Linked DNA regions of Macaca mulatta: region 2 is linked to region 1. The links are chromatin contacts, called in public Hi-C maps. All regions are on one chromosome and are shown on one strand. Each heading gives the region's core, a stretch centred on a gene start, on an enhancer-like site or on the middle of the called end of the contact. The rest is flanking DNA. Distances are from core to core; before and after follow the strand shown. Region 1 holds the start of LRFN1 (leucine rich repeat and fibronectin type III domain containing 1). Region 2 holds the start of PAF1 (PAF1 homolog, Paf1/RNA polymerase II complex component).

The links. Hi-C and Micro-C count contacts between places; a contact is called where the count stands out from the background.
Region 2: a Hi-C map of cortical neurons shows a contact between it and region 1, with 2.2 times the contacts expected there. The contact joins the promoter of PAF1 here to the promoter of LRFN1 in region 1. A contact is called at or near these places in 4 of 14 Hi-C or Micro-C datasets (blood, cortical neurons, fetal cortex germinal zone and 1 more).

The regions. Positions count from the first base shown.
Region 1 is chr19:50,437,180-50,443,157 of T2T-MMU8v2.0, reverse strand. LRFN1 (leucine rich repeat and fibronectin type III domain containing 1) reads left to right here and starts at 2,841. Exons shown (of 5, transcript XM_077982640.1): 1 at 2,841-3,091. The region is part of intron 1 of GMFG (glia maturation factor gamma); the gene reads left to right. It overlaps SAMD4B (sterile alpha motif domain containing 4B), which reads right to left and starts at 3,646. Exons shown (of 14, transcript XM_015123901.3): 1 at 3,460-3,646.
Region 2 is chr19:50,485,999-50,491,731 of T2T-MMU8v2.0, reverse strand. PAF1 (PAF1 homolog, Paf1/RNA polymerase II complex component) reads left to right here and starts at 2,043. Exons shown (of 13, transcript XM_077982693.1): 1 at 2,043-2,312; 2 at 2,963-3,055; 3 at 3,369-3,490; 4 at 3,588-3,654; 5 at 3,751-3,852; 6 at 3,936-4,041; 7 at 4,119-4,187; 8 at 4,269-4,372; 9 at 4,458-4,574; 10 at 4,679-4,807. The coding sequence starts at 2,266. The region is part of intron 1 of GMFG (glia maturation factor gamma); the gene reads left to right. It overlaps MED29 (mediator complex subunit 29), which reads right to left and starts at 1,794. Exons shown (of 4, transcript NM_001266003.1): 1 at 1,499-1,794; 2 at 627-685. The coding sequence starts at 1,777. LOC144337486 (a long non-coding RNA gene) reads left to right here. Exons shown (of 3, transcript XR_013410671.1): 3 at 1,340-1,706.

The sequences.
Region 1 (5,978 bases), core at 1,592-4,091:
GGATTCAAAGAACAAGACACGTCGCGTACTTTCAGAGTTCCTAGTCCAGTAAGGGTGAGTGGGCAAGTACATTAAAAACTACAAGGTTGAAGGTGAGCGGTGTTCTAAGAGGTACAATGGGGGTGGAGGGGTCTGGGCAGTAAGACACAGAATGAAAAGACCTCCTGAGGGTGCCTCAAGGGGAGGATGCCTATGTGGAGAAACGGATGGACAAGAAGAGATGGACATGTGTGTTCAAAGAAGCAGCAATTTAAAGAAGCACCAAAGGCTGGGAGTGGGCTGCAGGGATAGCCAGAAAGAGAAAGCACCGAGGAAGATCTGAAAAGAAACCATTCAAAAGTAGAATGGGAAATAACTGCTCAGAGGATGGAGTAACCTTGTGAAGAAGCCAAGATCCTTTCAAGGTAGGTAAGAAATCTTTCTGGAGGATGGGTACTTTGTAAAGGGGATTCCTGGGAAACAGGAAAATAGCAGTGAGCAGTAGGGCACAGAGGCACACCCTGAGGCATCTTTCAGGGGGTTTTTGTGGGGAAAAGGAAATCCTCTTAAAGGGCACAGGTTCTTTTTTTTTTTTTTTTTTTTTTTTTTTTTGAGACGGAGTCTCGCTCTGTCACCCAGGCTGGAGTGCAGTGGCCGGATCTCAGCTCACTGCAAGCTCCGCCTCCCGGGTTCACGCCATTCTCCGGCCTCAGCCTCCCAAGTAGCTGGGACTACAGGCGCCCGCCACCTCGCCCGGCTAGTTTTTTTTTGTATTTCTTAATAGAGACGGGGTTTCACCGTGTTAGCCAGGATGGTCTCGATCTCCTGACCTCGTGATCCGCCCGTCTCGGCCTCCCAAAGTGCTGGGATTACAGGCTTGAGCCACCGCGCCCGGCTGGCACAGGTTCTTAAACTTGTGTGTGCATCAAAATGACCAGGATTGTTTGTTAAAAACTCTGATTGCTGGGCCCTGCTCCCAGGTTTTCTGATTCAGTAGATCTGAGTAGGACTCAAGAATGTGTATTTCTAACAAATGTGGTTGCTGCTGGGCCAGGAACCACACTTTGAGAACCACTGCTATAGTGGAAGGGATTCTTTGGTGAGGAGGCCCTCAAAGGGGAGAAGGAAGAAGGCTTCTCAAAGGGAAATGGGGAAAATCCTGTCTCTAAGGAGGGTGTTAAGTGTCTCTTGATCTTGAAAGGGAAGAGGGGTCTATGAGGATGGGACCTGAGAAAAATGGTCTGAAAGAAAGGTCTTGGAGCATTGGGATTTCAAGGGGGTGGGGAAAGGTGTCTCTCAAGAATCTTTACAAGGAAACATAGAGGCTCTTGAGTGACGAGTCTGGAGAATGTTGGGGGCCTCTGAAGGGATACTAGGAAAAGGGGGCCCCCTGAGAAAGGTCTCTGAGTTGACTTCAGAGGAAAGAGAATGGGGAAATGAGATGGTGTAAATAGGAATTCTAAAGCGAGGGGGTAAATTTGATAGGGTACTGAATAACGTTTCTTGGGGATGTCAGAAGTGGAATCTGAGGGAAAGTTCTGAGGAAGTCTCAGGAAGCGCTAGGAGTGGGTGGTTGATGGAGGGCAATTTGTAAGAAAATTATCTAAAGAGTGTCTGAGGAAGGTGTGGTCTTCTGAGACTGGTCCTGGAGTGGGATGACAGAGTGATCTTTTTAGGAAAAACTCTTCAGAGATCTCAGTTGAGGAGAAACCTGAGTAAAGTCTCCAAAAGAGTACATGGGGAAGGCGGGGTCTTCTGAGTGTCAGAGGAGTGGGTTTTTCAGAAAGAATTCTAGGACTTTCTCAGAGCAGGAGCTCAGAGGGTTATTTTGGGGGGAAATTAGGTGTGTGTGAGGGTCTTCTTCAGGGGATTCTAGAGGATTTAGGGGACCTGTGTGAGCAAGTTCAGGGAGTGACATCTCCAGAAAAGTCCCTTAGTAAGGCAGAAGTATTGATTCAAGGGGTTCTGGGGGTGTCAGGAAGGTCTTGGAGGGATTTCAAGAACAACATCAGGAGGGTTCCAGGGGTTTGCTGGAGTCTCTAAGCTGTGTGTGTGTGTGTGTGGGGGGGGGGGGTCCTGAAAACCTGCATCTCAGAGGGGTCACCAAGAGAATCTTACGGTCTTACAGGGGTTGTGAGGAGGATCTTTAGAAAATTCCTCTAAAACCGGTCTGCAAGGGGGGATTCTGAAGTGTAAGTGAAGGGGAGTTCTAGGGGATCTGAGAGATAAACCATGAGGAAAGTTTTCAGGATCCTTAAACCATTTTTGGAGCGTGTGATGTGGGGGACTGGAAAATATGTGGAGTATGTAAAAGGGGTTTTGGAAGAAGCTTTTGAAATATGAAATTGAGAGTCCTCTGGAGATTTCAGGCAATCGCTGGAGACTTTAAGAATGAGTGGGGGTGGGGAAGGGGGTCCCGGGGAAGATGGTTGGGCTACCTGAGGGTGATCTCTAGGGCATTTCAGGGTGGTGAGACCAGGGGGAGACAGGAGGCCTCTGGGGGAGACTTTTGGGATCTGTGGAAAGATCCAGAGGGATACGTGAAGGGGGAGTGTGTATTAGAGAAGGTTGCAATATGGTGGGGAGTGGGATGGGGTCTTCCAGGTGAGTTTTCGGGATCTGGGGGCATTTCAGAAAGTCTGTGAGGAAGATTTATTTTGGGGATATGGGAAGGAGATCTTCAGGGAAGATGATCAGGGTTCTTCGGGGGCATTCTGAAGGACTTCTGGGAGGGGGACTCAGAAATGCAGGGGGTATGAGCGGAAAATCTCCAAGGAGGTTTCTGGAATGGGGTAAGTAGGAGGGAAAATTCTTAGGATCTGGGAGGGGGAAGTCGGGGGTGAGCCTGTTGGGCTGTGAGAGGCAGGGCTCTGGGGGAGAGTTCTGGAACGGACAGGGGTCCGGAGGGAGCCTTGGGGAGGTGTGCAGAGCTCGTGAGGAAGGCTCCTGGAGCAGCTATGAGAGCCACGCTGTGGAATGGACGAGGAATGGCCTCCGAGGACTATTTCTGGAGACAGGAGGACGACGGGGGCTTCGGGGCCAAAGAGTGGGGGTCTGCAAGGAAGGCTGCCGAGACCCTCGAAGGGCTCGGGGAGGCGGCTCCACGGGAGAGGTGGGTTCTGCAGGGACCTTTCGGGGCGCACACGGGGGCTCGGCAGGGTTTCCGGGGCTCTCCGAGGAGGATGTGCGTGGGGTCCTGAGGAGGGGCCCCCGGCCCGGCCCTTCGGCAATCCCGAGGGCACGGGGAGGATTTCGGAGAGAAGCTTCTGCCAGGGCCCAGGAGGGAGACTGGGGACGGGCGCGGGGCTTCTCCCGTGGGCCCGACCCCCGAAGCCCGCGCTCCGCACCCGCCCGCCGCCGCCGCCCGCGGTTCGGGGTCCCTGAGGGGGCGGGGCCGCCCGCGCGGCCTGGGTCGCCCTGAGGGGAGCCCCGCGCGCCCTGACCCGCCGCCGCCCCGCGCCGGCCCGGCCCGAGACTCACCGCCTCGGCCTTCGCCACCACCGCCGCCGCTCGGGCCTCCTCAGGCCACCGCTGCCGCCGTCGCCCCCTCTCGGGCCCGCAAGCTCCCCTCCCTCCTCCCGCACCGACCACCGCCGCCGCCGCCGCCGCCGCCGCCGCCGCGCTGCGTCACCGCGCCGTGCGTCACCGCCCCTGGCCCCGCCCCGACGGGGGCCGCCGCGCGCCGGCATTAGCTCACGCCCGGGTGACGAACGGCGCGCCAGCCAACGGGCGGCGAGGGCAGCCCGAAGGGCGGGAGGTGTGAGCCGAGTAAGGCGGGGTCCCGGCGAGGAGAGGAGCGACGGTGGTGGAACGGGACCCAAGAGGCCCGCCCCCTCCTCGGCGGGATTGGTCGGACGTGGGGGTGACGGGCAGTCGGTCAGGCCTGGGGTTTGGGGCTGGGGGGCGGGGAGGGGGCGGGGCGCGCGCGGCGTTGCCTAGGGTAACGGGCCCGGCGGAGCCTGGGATTGGGCCTCCAGGCCCGCAGGGGGCAGGCTCGCGCGCGTCCACCCCAGCTGCCCGGAGCGAAGTCGCAGTTCCCGATTCAGACGTTCCAGTCCTCCTCTTCCCCGCCCCTTGGGTGGCCCGCCCCACCCAACGCTGTCCCCGGTAGGCGTCTGCACTCGGGCTTTGGGGGGCTCGGCTTTCTCATCGCGCTGTTCTGAGCCTGCCGCTTGCTCTCTCCGATGGGAATGGCGAGGCGAGATCTAGCCGTTAGGGTGGGAAGCGAATGCACAGAAAGCGCTCGGGATCAAGGAGGCCGCCAATAAACGGGAGTTGTTGCTATGACTTTGGTTGTGATCTGGGCGTTCCACAAACTGTCTTGGGTCTGGGTGAACTAATCAGAGGGATCTGTGTTCAGAAGGCTCTCGGTGACAGAGATCTGGCTTGTTACAGGCACTCAGAGAGCCAGTCGGGGTCGAGGGTCGAGTTGAAGACAGGGAGGGGTGAGGAACGAGCAGAGGCCAGTTGTTTGGCCACTTGAGAGAGTTTGGACTTGTCCCGAGGGCACTAGGGAGCCCTGAAGGGCTTCAAGCCGGGGAGGATCATGGTGAGTCGGGGGTTTTGGAGAGCTGTCTCTCTGGCTTATACATGGAGGGCGGATTGGAGGGAATGAAACGGGGTCAGGAGTCCAGGAAGACAGCTGGGGGAGGAGTTGGGGAAGAAAGAGGGGGGTTTGCACAAGGGAGGGACTGTGGGGAGGGAAGGAGGTGCAGGTGGGAGGGACGCCCTGGAGGCAGAGCAAACGGGCCCTGAAACTGGCTGGCCATGGAGTGGAAGGGGGAGAAAAGTTTAGAACCAGGCCCTCTGGCCGGGAGATTGGGCCCCAGAGGAGAAGCAGGTTGGGAAGATACTAAGCCCAATGTGGATGCCTAGCAGCGAGGTCCAGGAGGTACACAAACCCCGGGTCTGGAGCTTAAGAGAGAAATTGAGGCTGGAGACCAAGATTTAAGAATCGTCAAAGATGGTAATTGAGGCTGTGGGAGTTAGGGGTCTAGCGCGGGGAGGGTGTGAAGGATCATTGGAGACAGGGAATGAACAGAACTCTGAAACGGAGAGGCAGGATTTGAGCAAAGGAATTGACACTGTCGATGAATATTGAAAAGGGCAGCCAGAGAGAGGAAGACCAGGACAGTGTGGCATAGACGCTTTGAGGAAAGGCCATTTCACCAGGGTGGGGCCATGTCACAAACCCCATCCACTACCTCCTGCATTTAAGCAACAGCCTTCACACTGTATAAAATGATTGTGCTTGATAACTGCTGGTTCATTAATTCATTCAATAATATTTCTTGCCGGGCGCGGTGGCTCACGCCTGTAATCCCAGCACTTTGGGAGGCCGAGGCGGGCGGATCACAAGGTCAGGAGATCGAGACCACGGTGAAACCCCGTCTCTACTAAAAATACAAAAAATTAGCCGGGCGCGGTGGCGGGCGCCTGTAGTCCCAGCTACTCAGGAGGCTGAGGCTGGAGAATGGCGTAAACCCAGGAGGTGGAGCTTGCAGTGAGCCGAGATCGTGCCACTGCACTCCAGCCTGGGCCACAGAGCGAGACTCCGTCTCAAAAAAAAAAAAAAAAAAAAAAAAAAAAATATATATATATATATATATATATATATATATATTTCTTGAGTATCCAATATGTGCCAGGCTCTGCTTAAGGTGCTAAAAATACAACCGTAGGATGAGTGCGGTGACTCATACCTGTAATCCCAGCATTATGGGAGGCCAAGGAAGGTGGATCACTTGAGGTCAGGAGTTCGAGACCAGCCTGACCAACATGACGTGAAACCCTGTCTCTACTAAAAATACAAAATTAGCGGAGCGTGGTGGCGCATGCCTGTAGTCCCAGCTAGTTGGGAGGCTGAGGCAGGAGAATTGCTTGAACCCCGAGTGGCGGAGGTTGTAGTGAGCCAAGATCATGCCATTGCACTCCAGCCTGGGCAACAACAGTGAAACTCCATCTCAAAAAAAAAAAAAAAAAAAAAAAAACAACAACAA
Region 2 (5,733 bases), core at 794-3,293, 49 kb before region 1:
ACCCGGGAGGCAGAGGTTGCAGTGAGCCGAGACTGTGCCACTGCACTCCAGCCTGCGCGACAGAGCAAGACTCTTATCTCCAAAAAAAAAAGAAAAAGATTGGTTGTGATGGTTCATGACTGTCATCCCAGCACTCTGGGAGGCCAAGGTGGAAGGACTGTTTGAACCCAGGAGTTTGAGACCAGCCTGGGCAACATTGCAAGACCCTGTCTCTACAAAACAACAAAAACAAAATAAAATAAAATAGGAGGAGTGATTCGTGAGGCTGAGGGGATCGCTAGAGGGCAGGAGTTTGAGACCAGCCTGGGCAACATAGCAAGACTCTGTCTCTATAAAAAATCTTACAACTTAGCCAGGCATCTGTAGTCTGTAGCCATGTCTGCAGTCCTGGCTACTTGGGAGGCAGAGGCAAGAGGATCACCTGAGCTCAGGTGTTCAAGGCTGCAATAAGCCAAGATCGTGCCACTGTATTCCAGCCTGGGTGACAGAGGGACACCCTGTCTCAAAAAAAAAAAAAAAAAAAAAAAGTAAATATAGGAGGTGAGGTGGGCAGGGAGGAGAAAGAAAGATGAATTTCAAAGACTGGGGAGGCAACGGAATATCCTGGGAAAGGGGGCTGCACTCACTGTCCATTGTCGATGTTAGTGTTCTGAATCAAGTTTTGTGCTGCAACCTTCATCAAGGTCTAGTCAAAACAAAAACAAAACATGTGGGAAATGGAAAAACAAAAGGGAACACTCTTCCTTAAGATCACTCAATCTCAGGTCTTTTCAACTGGCACCTTCCCTCGTGACTTTCCAAATACTTGTTTCGATTCCTATAGCTGTCACCACTCCATCGTTCCAGAGGTCCGCTCTCACCTGAGCTTCTCGCCAATAATCTAAGCGTCCTCCCTCACCTATCAATCAAGGGCAGAATCTCAGTATAAGCTAGTCCTCTCCTCAGGCTTTAACGACCAGAGCTCAGTTCTCCTTTAAACAACCCCTCACTCCTCCAGCCAGTCCCAGCCTCAACATCAGCGCTGATTCTATCATCTCTGCCGAGCTTCGCTTAGGTCTCGCATAAAACAACAGGTTTTTTTTTTTTTTTGGACGGAGTCTCGCTGTGTTGCCCAGGCTGGAGTGCAATGGCACGATCTCGGTTCACTGCAACCTCCGCCTCCTGGGTTCAAACGATTCTCCTGCGTTAGCCTCCCGCGTAGCTGTAATTACAGGCGCGCGCCACCATGCCTGGCTAATTTTTGTATTTTTAGTAGAGACGGGGTTTCACTAGGCTGGTCTAGAACTCCTGACCTCAAGTTATCCGCCCGCCTCAGCCTCCCAAAGTGCTGGGATGACAGGCATGGGAACACAGGCGTGCGCCGCCGCGCCAGGCCAAAACAGCAGGTTCTACTTCTCTTTCTGCCTAGCACTCTCTCCGACTAACCTGGCCCTCGGCCCGCCCCTCTGAAGTTAGACTACCAAATGCAGTTTGCTTCTCGCTGCTTAAGGCCAATCACCTGTAGACTCTCCTTCAGCTGCGGGATGAGCATCTTATAACGCTGCACAGGATCGAAGTCCTGTTGCTGTTGCTGCAGCAGGCCGCTCTGGGCAGGGCCCACCAGTTGTGCTGGCGGTTGCGGCTGCTGCTGGGGACCCGGGCCGCCAGCCGAACTAGGACCCGATACACCAGCAGCTGAGGAAGCCGCTGAAGCTTGCTGCTGGGATGCAGCCATCTTTCTCGCGTAGGCCGCCGGAAGTGCGTCACAACTGCGTCTCCCCGCTTTGCTGTTCGACATCCCTATTTCTAGTCCCCGTTTGCTAGTTATCCCACCTCGCAGGCAATTAAGCCAATGGAAGGGAAGGAGGTGCTCCTACGTTACGTTACTCTCAAATCCGAGGTCCAGACTGAGATCTTTTCACCAATCACAGAAGCACCTCTCTCCCTTGCTCCGCCCTTCACCCAGACGCTCGCCAATCCGTGTGTGGTTCCGTTCCGGACTTCATTTCCCCGAAGGCGTCGCGCCGTGAGGAGCCCCGTTGGGTCCTCAGCGTCTTGGCGGCAGTTGGTGGAACAGGAGCTTCGAGTCCGTCCCTGGTGCTGCCTGCGCGTTCACCTGAGTCTCGCTGGAGCACTTCTTGCCCGCCCACCTCATCTCACTTTCCGCGGGGAGCGGCGCCAACCTGGGCCTGCCTCGGATCAGGCGTCCCCTGAAGTCGGCACGCCCCTCCGCGTCCCCCTTCGGCCCCGCTAGGACCCCGTCCGGGCTGCCGTCGCCTCGTCGCTATGGCGCCCACCATCCAGACCCAGGCCCAGCGGGAGGATGGCCACAGGTAGGCGCCACGGTTTTCTGTTTCAGCAAGGTGGGGGATCGGGATAGGGTTTCTGCTGGACAACGTCACCAGCCCCCAGGTCTGCCCGTGACGTCATGGAGCGCTCACCTTTGACGAAGGGAGCGGGTTCCTTCTGAGATTCAGGTGTTCCCCTCCTCCCCGCCGTGCACTTCAGGGATTAAGCTTTTGGAGACTCTCCAGAAGGGATCCTTCCAGTCAAGCGTTTGGAGACCCCTCTTCCAAAGACGATTGAGTACATGGTTCTTTATTAAAGCACTTGAAGCCATCCCCTGCAAAAGGGATGGAGCACTTGGCCTTGTTCATTAAAGCTTTTGGGGGCTCTTCTTTCTAAATAAGTTGAACATTTGTTTCCCTCCATTAAAGCATTTGGACACCCCCCACCACCAAAAGAAACCAGCATTTGTCATCCCTCCTTCTACTTTTTGAAAGGTTGGGGAAGCCTTTTTCATTCTCCTGTCAATCCCGTCCTCTCCACCTATCACTGTCTTTCTTCTCCACTAGGCCCAATTCCCACCGGACTCTGCCTGAGAGGTGAGCCTCACTGTGCTTTCCCAGGAGCGGTGGGGCAGTGGGGCTGGGAGCAGAGGTGGGGCAGCGGGGACCCACTTTTGAGCCACTAACGTTCCTAGGTCTGGAGTGGTCTGCCGAGTCAAGTACTGCAATAGCCTCCCTGATATCCCCTTCGACCCCAAGTTCATCACCTACCCCTTCGACCAGAACAGGTGAGACTAAGAATGGGAAAACTATTCAGGTATGAGTTATTTGAAGGCAGGGACTGCTTGTCTCGTCGGCTGCTGTTTGCTCAGGGCCTAGCACAGTACCTGCCTAGCACATAGTAGTAGCTGCTCAATTGTTTGTTAATGAATGGAGCAAGCAGTGTCCAAGTCCCTTCCCACTGGGGAGCCAGCTTTCAGACTCCGCCATGGGGGACACTTCATTCTGAGTTCCTCCCCAAAGAAGCTTCGCCTCTGAGAAGCAGGGCTGTGAGGGGTGAAGCTGGAATCCAGACACCACAAGAGGTGTTTCCCCACCCAGGTTCGTCCAGTACAAAGCCACTTCGTTGGAGAAACAGCACAAACATGACCTCCTGACTGAGCCAGACCTGGGGGTCACCATCGATCTCATCAATCCTGACACCTACCGCATCGACCCCAATGGTGTGTGGGGAGACAGGGAGGGTCTGCTCTAGGGCAGCAAAGGACCTGGGCCTCCTTCATGGTCCTCCTTCCCCCCTCCCCCCGCCCCGCTCTCTAGTTCTTCTAGATCCAGCTGATGAGAAACTTTTGGAAGAGGAGATTCAGGCCCCCACCAGCTCCAAGAGGTGAGCAGGTAGCAAATGGGTGCTGGGGACTGGCTCCGGTGGGCCCTACAAGCAGGAGGGCGGTGGGGTTCTGAGGCACCTGATTTCCTACCCCAGATCCCAGCAGCACGCGAAGGTGGTGCCATGGATGCGAAAGACAGAGTACATCTCCACTGAGTTTAACCGTTACGGCATCTCCAATGAGAAGCCTGAGGTCAAGTAAGTTGCAAACAGGGAGAGAGGGAAGGTGGAGATGCCAGGTGTGTCCAGTGGCCCCTAAAGGCCTTTTTCTTCATTCCTAGGATTGGGGTTTCTGTGAAGCAGCAGTTTACCGAGGAAGAAATATACAAAGACAGGGATAGCCAGATCACAGCCATTGAGAAGACTTTTGAGGATGCCCAGAAATCAGTAATTGAGGGACTGGGATGGGGAGAGGTAAGGGTATGGCTGCAGAGCTGCTCTTCACCCTGTTTTTGTCCCACCAGATCTCCCAGCACTACAGCAAACCCCGAGTCACACCGGTGGAGGTCATGCCTGTCTTCCCAGACTTTAAGGTCAGGCCCAAGGTGGGAGGTAGAAAGGGACAGCCTATTTGTGCCTATTCCCATCTAACCCCAGTGCCTCCATCTCCCTAGATGTGGATCAATCCATGTGCTCAGGTGATCTTTGACTCAGACCCAGCCCCCAAGGACACAAGTGGCGCAGCTGCGTTGGAGATGATGTCTCAGGCCATGATTAGGTAGTTGGTCCTGCTGCCCACCTTGGCCTGCTCCTTGCTGCCTTTTGGCCTCACACTTCATTGCCACTCCTTTTCCCCCAACCAGGGGCATGATGGATGAGGAAGGGAACCAGTTTGTGGCCTATTTCCTGCCTGTAGAAGAGACGTTGAAGAAACGAAAGCGGGACCAGGAGGAGGAGATGGACTATGCACCAGATGATGTGTGCGTGGGTTGGGGTTAAGTTTTGGGGAATGGGAAGTTTTGGAGATTGGGATTGCGATAGGGATAGGGAGGAAATGGGACTGAACCTGTGCCCTCATCCTCAGGTATGACTACAAAATTGCTCGGGAGTACAACTGGAACGTGAAGAACAAAGCTAGCAAGGGCTATGAGGAAAACTACTTCTTCATCTTCCGAGAAGGTGACGGGGTTTACTACAATGAGTTGGAAACCAGGTACTCAGCACACTAATCAGATGATTAGCCTGGATCTGTGCTTCTTAAGACCCTGGGGCATGCAAGAGCCACGCTGGAGGTCCTTTGTACCTAATAATTTGTCATACACATTGGTAAACAAGAACAGCAGATGTTTGATCATGCACATGAGCTGGACTTGGTTCTAATAGGAGAAGCCAGAAAAGAAAATCTTTTTTTTTTTTTTTGTGATGGAGTGTCACTCTGTTGCCCAGGCCAGAGTGCAGTGGTGTGATCTCAGCTCACTGCAACCTCCGCCTCCTGGGTTCAAGTGATTCTCCTGCCTCAGCCTCCTGAGTAGCTGGGATCACAAGCGTGTGCCAGGATGGCCAGCTAATTTTTTTTTGCATTTTTAGTAGAGATGGAGTTTCACCATGTTGGCCAGGCAGATCTTGAACTCCTGACCTCAGGTGATCTGCCTGCCTCGGCCTCCTAAAGTGCTGGGATTACAGGTGTGAGCTACCGCACCCAGCCAGAAAGAAAATCTTAATGCAGAAGACATTTAGAGCTTTTGTGCAGGGTAGAGAGCCAAGTTTCCCAGTATTAGTAACACACTTCATGTGAAAGTAAACATTGCCAAAGTATGGAGTAATATATAAAATTAGCATGATTTTTTTTTTTTTTTTTGAGACAGAGTCTTGCTCTGTCGCCTAGGCTACAGTGCAGTGGTGCCATCTTGGCTCACTGCAACCTCTGCCTCGTGTTCAAGAGATTCCCCTGCCTCAGTCTCCTAAGTACCTGAGTAGCTAGGATTACAGGTGCCTGCCACCACACCCGGCTTTTTTTTTTTTTTGAGATGGAGTCTCGCTCTGTTACCCAGGCTGGAGGGCAGTGGCGCGATCTCTGCTCACTGCAAGCTCTGCCTCCCGGGTTCACGCCATTCTCCTGCCTCAGCCTCCCGAGTAGCT